Regions from separate parts of the Lactuca sativa genome. Here region 2 is linked to region 1. Evidence: chromatin contacts called from public Hi-C data. All regions are on one chromosome and are shown on one strand. The core of a region is the stretch at or near the end of the contact, and the rest is flanking DNA. Distances in the headings are between cores, read along the strand shown.

Region 1 (2,993 bases), core at 214-2,713:
TTAATCATTACATTCTAATTAATTTTGAGTCAAATCAAAACTTTAACATCTTAACTGTTAGAGGTGAGCAAAAACCACACTGGAACTAAAATTAATCGCAAAAACCGCATAAACCACAACCGCAATAAAAACCGATTGTGAGGTTTTCGGTTTTTCAAAAACCGCAAATTTGCGGTGCGGTGCGGTTATTTAACCGCAAAAAAAAAAAAAAAAAAAAAAAACCCGTACCGCACTGCATATATTATATACAAATTTTATTATTAATTATTAATATATTAAATATTAAAAATAAGATAAGTTTCATGGATGAAAAAATAATAAAATTTTAGAAGACAAAAGTGTTGATTTTTTGTTATGTTTAACTTTGGAAAATTGTGAAATTTGACAATTTTAGAATGCTTATTGTTAATTACTAGTGATTTGATGTTTTTAAGATATTAGTTGTTTGTGATTTAAGTTAATTGTCTTATACATTATTGTTTTTTATTATTACAAATAATATGTTCTATTAAAACCGTTTGAATTTTAAATTGCGGTTAAAAACCACACAAAATAATCGCACCAAATCCATGCGGTTAATAACTGAAGCCCAAAAAAAAAAAAAAACTGACTGCAAAAATAACCGCTTAACCGCACCGGAGCGGTTTTGAAAATGGATTAACCGCATTTGCGGTTACTGGTGAGATTTTAGCCAATAACCGCACTGAACCGCACCGCGCTCATCCTTAACTGTGATCATATTTAAACTATCATTAAGAGTGTTGGGTATGAGTATGATGTCAGCAACATAATGTTGATGTAAAGCACTTCTCGGGAGAGAACACTACCCCTCCTTCACGACATGGTGACATGGCAAGGAGCGGGTGAGCATAGTCATAATTAACAACGCAACTTCATCCCTCCTTTTCGATTTCACCTTCTTCACTCTTTTTTCATGCTGACAATGCTACTGATCATCCTTTATATGATGTTGAGACGGTAAATAAAGAAGGGTGTGGCAGATGGTGGCATGATCACCAAAGTGCTCATAATTCGTTTTTAGGATGATTATTTGAGTATTTATTTGTCAAATAATCAAACTATTAAACTTAAAATATAAATTCATATCTAAATATGTTACAGTTATTATCTACTCATCAATTATTAAATATCATGAGTTCTAAAATACACATATAAAACATCCTTAAAGAGTAATTTGCATCAAAACTATAATGTAAAATTGAGAGGAAAAAAATTAAAAAGAAACGGTAAACTTTTCGTAAACTTTTTTATATGAGTTTGATTTTTAACAAAAATTTTTGAAAAAACGGAAAATAATAAAAAATATACACAGAAAACCAAATAAAAAATAAAAACCAATAAGATAATATAAAAACTTAAGAGTTTTTATATGATTTTCTAATCAAAATATCATCTCATTCTATAATTAATCATTTGATTCTAATTTTTCAACGAGTAGGATTTGTATTCCTTTAAAAAGTCTCACGTCTCGAGGACACCATTATCACAACTTTCTCTTTCTAGAAATGGAGGAAGGAGAAGGCGGAGAGGAGTACCTTTTCAAGATAGTCGTGATTGGTGATTCCGCTGTCGGAAAATCAAACCTGCTGTCGCGTTTCGCTAGAGATGAGTTTGATTTGCACTCAAAGGCCACCATTGGTGTCGAGTTTCAAACTCAGGTCGTAGATATCGATGGCAAGGAGGTTAAAGCTCAAGTATGGGACACCGCCGGTCAAGAGCGCTTCCGTGCCGTCACCTCCGCCTATTACCGCGGCGCCGTCGGTGCACTCATTGTTTATGACATTAGTCGCCGTACTACCTTTGAAAGTATTAAGCGCTGGCTCGGTGAACTCAACAGTAAGTTTTCCCCCTTTTTTCTTTTTCGATTTCAATTCACTCCTTGTTCAATTTTCTCTCATTCTATCGTTTTTATTGGATTATTACTGGATTTGTCATTTGGTTGCAAAAGGATTAGATCTCGAAGATATTATGTTACTCCTTCCATTCGTTGAAAACAATTTGACTTGCTATTCACGATAAGAAATTGAAAAGAAATTGATTTCGTATTTCGTAACAAGTCCTTTGAATCGGAAGATGTTGCAATTTCACATCGAGCTTACGTTTTGGATCTAGAGAAACCAATTAAACTTTGTTTGAATGTTATGAATTTGGGTTTGATTAGATTACATTTAACGTTTGCAGCTCACTGTGATACATCAATGGCAACGATGCTGGTAGGGAACAAAAGCGATTTGGAGAATATCAGGGACGTGAGCATTGAAGAAGGCAAAAATCTTGCAGAAGAGGAAGGGCTTTTCTTCATAGAGACATCCGCACTTGATTCCACTAATGTTACAACAGCTTTTGAGATCGTGATTCGTGCCATTTATGATAATGTTAGAAGAAAGGTCCTTAACTCCGATTCCTACAAATCTGAAGTGTCTCTCAATCGTGTAAGCCTAGTTAAAGATGCTAACACAAAGCAAAGCTATTGTTGTTCCAAATGACCTTTTCTGGTGTCATCCATCTCATTACTACTCTTGTCCAAACATGATTGTGGGAAGATTTTCGACTTTTTGTTGGTAGTTACTTTTGGAATTTTATGTTTTGAATTTAATTAGTGGGAGTCCAATATTTCTTTAAGCGCAATATCAATTGTATAACTTTTACAGATGATAAAATGAGTCAACTATGTTACATAAATTCGAAGACTTCATGGGCGCGCATTCATATTACCCACGATAATAAATTGGTTGAAATCGGTATATTTAATGCCAATGGCACATACCACGTGGAGAGTAACAGGACATACATAGGGGGCCGATACATTTGCATTTGTTTTGAACCATCAACCTTTAATGGAGTTGTACAAAAGTAACATAACTCCCTTTATTGGAGTTATAACTTTTGTCGGTTGATAAAGTTGAATAAAAAACTTGTTATTATATCAATTAAGATCGTTATGAAGTTTGTGTTGGCGTTTATTAATTATT
Region 2 (2,993 bases), core at 127-2,626, 170 kb after region 1:
GAAAATGACTTAGGAGGGTAACTACCTCTTATCCGTGTTCACATATTGGCAATTTCTTATTTTTTGTACATAAGAAAACAACTAACTTGTTTTAATTGTGTAACATCCCAAAAATCATGACCAAAAATTTCGTTTTTAATTTAATACTAAAAGCATAATTGTCAAACCATTAATTTAATACTCCGACATCAGGCCCCGCGTGGCATCGAGCCCCGCTCGGTATACTGATCTGTCTCTCTTAGGCCCCGCCTATCTCCGACCCCCGCCCGCTAAACACATACAATCATATAACATGCTAACACATAAAGAAACATACTCTACTGTATCCCTGTCCTAAGAAACATACTCTGCTAATAATGAGATACAGAACATCGTCCGTACTTAGCTAGTGATGAGATATGGGACCTCGCCCATACTTACCTCTCTACCAGGCACATACAAGTATCACACAGACAACAAGTATACTCTAACATGCAAACATTCCTCGGGCACCCTTTACATCAGACCTTGGTCTGGAATAACATACTAGCATACAATGCCTAGGGCTAAACCCCGGGTCTTCCTACTCATAGACTACATGGGCTGGCATTGTGGCCTTAGACCCATTCACACAGTAAGGAGACTCACATTGCACTGTTGAAGCCCTGGCTGGAACTAGCTGAGTACGGACGAAGTTCCGTATCTCATTATTAGCAGAGTATGTTTCTTAGGACAGGGATAGAGTAGAGTGTATTTCTTTATGTGTTAGCATGTTATATGAATGTATGTGTTTAGCGGGCGGGGCCCGGAGACAGGCGGGGCCTAAGAGAGACATATTTGTATATCGAGCGGGGCTCGATGTCAAGCGGGGCCTGATGCCGGGCGAGGCCCGATGCCGGAGTATTAAATTAAAGGTTTGACAATTATGGTTTTAGTATTAAATTAAAAACGAAATTTTTGGTCATGATTGTTGGGATGTTACATAGTTAAAACAAGTTATTTGCTTTCTTATGTACAAAAAATAAGAAGTTGTTAATATGTGAACACGGATAAGAGGTAGTTACCCTCCTAAGTCATTTTCCCTTCGAGTTACCGGTTAAAACATGTATTAACCGGTAATATTGGTGTAATTTAAACAGTTAAAACGAGTTAATTGCTTTATTATGTACAAAAAAAAAGAAATTAACAATATGTGAACACGGATAAGAGGTAGTGACCCTCCTAAATCATTTTCCCTTTTGAAAATGATTTTTTGTATAGAAGAAAAAAAGAGGTTTCTAAAAGTTACGAAAATATAACTTTTAATTATTTTACATGTAAAATTAAACCAAATACTTTTTAAAAACAAATTTTTGGTTTTTGCATTTAAAAAACTAATAGTTACGATTGGGCTGGTTTGGAGTATCGGCCCGCTTATACATTCCACAGCCTAAAGGGCACAGGTACATCTCCGGGCGTATATCTAAACCCTAGTGTTAGGGTTCTTTTCACGGCTCTTTGTTTTCAGTGGGGAACTTTTGCGCCGTGTAGTCCCGATTAACAGGTTTCAATCTTTCATTGCCTATCGCATCTAATTGTAAACGAAATACTGTATCTCTACTTGCTGTTTGTAGATCTACTAACACATTGGAAGGATTTCTGAAAAATATATTCGTTCGTTACTTGTTCTCTGTTGATTAATTGAATCTAATACTCGTCGGTGCAATTTCAACAAGTTTTAATTGTTTTAAACCGGTGTACTCAGTTTGTTTTGTATCAGTTATCGATGTTTTAGTCTTCTAATCGATTTTGTAGTTATGTTACTGTAATGATATATGTTTATGTATGTATATTTGGTTCGTATTGATTAATTCTATAGCAATTCGAGCTTGATAATTTGTTGAAGTACACGACATCATTTTCTTTTAGATCTTAATACGGTTGTTGATTTGATTAGTATCTTTGTACTCTCGTATTATTACTTCTGTCATCTGAATTAGAAGCTGATTAATGCTTCTTTAACGCTACAAGAAAAAATTGACCTGGTTTCTTCATCACCTGTTTATAGTAAGCAATGGCGGTTCCAAAGCTTGATAAGAAGATCGTCAAGAAGAGGGTCAAGAAGTTCAAGAGGCCACACAGTGATTGGAAAATCTGTGTCAAGGTACACAATCTATCTCTATAATCTTCTCATTATATCATTGAATCAACCTGTTTATTTGCTCAAATCGTGTTTGTAATTCTAACAGGAAAACTGGCGTAGACCAAAGGGTATTGATTCACGTGTGAGGAGAAAGTTCAAAGGTGTTACTCTTATGCCAAATATTGGATACGGATCAGACAAGAAAACCCGTCATTACTTGCCAAATGGTTTCAAGAAATTTGTTGTTCACAACGCCAAGGAGCTTGAAGTTCTTATGATGCACAACAGGTAAACATAAGTTGTACAGTTCTTCACTTTTAAGTTTACATTATAGTATGAAATAAAAACATTGTTACATGATTAATAATATGATGATTTTTCAGAACTTATTGTGCTGAGATTGCACACAATGTATCAACCCGAAAAAGGAAGGAAATTGTAGAGCGTGCAGCACAGCTTGATGTTGTTGTCACCAACAAGTTAGCCAGGTTGCGTAGTCAGGAAGATGAGTAAGCTTTCATGTGTTTTGTTTCTCATTTATGCATTTTTGTTTTTGATATACCTTTTTTTAAGGCTATTGAAATGAATTTTGTCAAAGAGTTATTTTTTGTTCTAGTGAATGATGATTGATTGTTGTTTGTGAGAATGAATGAATCCTCTTGGTACCAATATGGTAATTGTAGTTTTATTTTTTTACCATTAATAGCAATGTGCTTACTTTGTTTTTACTGATAATAGCCATCTACTTTACATCATAGCAAAATAAATAAATGTATCTTGCTAATATTTTAAAAAAAGGTACATTGTTTTAATGGTAAAAATTAGTAAATTGCCTGTATTGAGATAATCTTGAAAGTGTGTTCTTATCTATGGTGAGAATGCATCTAATTAG

What was found. A called contact is a pair of places that touch in the nucleus more often than the background predicts.
Region 2: a Hi-C map of seed shows a contact between it and region 1, with 2.9 times the contacts expected there. The contact joins the promoter of LOC111900649 here to the promoter of LOC111900647 in region 1. A contact is called at or near these places in 2 of 4 Hi-C or Micro-C datasets (leaf and seed).

Annotation. Positions count from the first base shown.
Region 1 is chr5:352,651,229-352,654,221 of Lsat_Salinas_v11, forward strand. It overlaps LOC111900647 (ras-related protein RABA5b), which reads left to right and starts at 1,464. Exons shown (of 2, transcript XM_023896528.3): 1 at 1,464-1,857; 2 at 2,203-2,703. The coding sequence starts at 1,527. The coding sequence ends at 2,507.
Region 2 is chr5:352,816,837-352,819,829 of Lsat_Salinas_v11, forward strand. LOC111900649 (60S ribosomal protein L32-1) reads left to right here and starts at 1,377. Exons shown (of 4, transcript XM_023896530.2): 1 at 1,377-1,522; 2 at 2,027-2,122; 3 at 2,208-2,389; 4 at 2,485-2,770. The coding sequence starts at 2,033. The coding sequence ends at 2,614.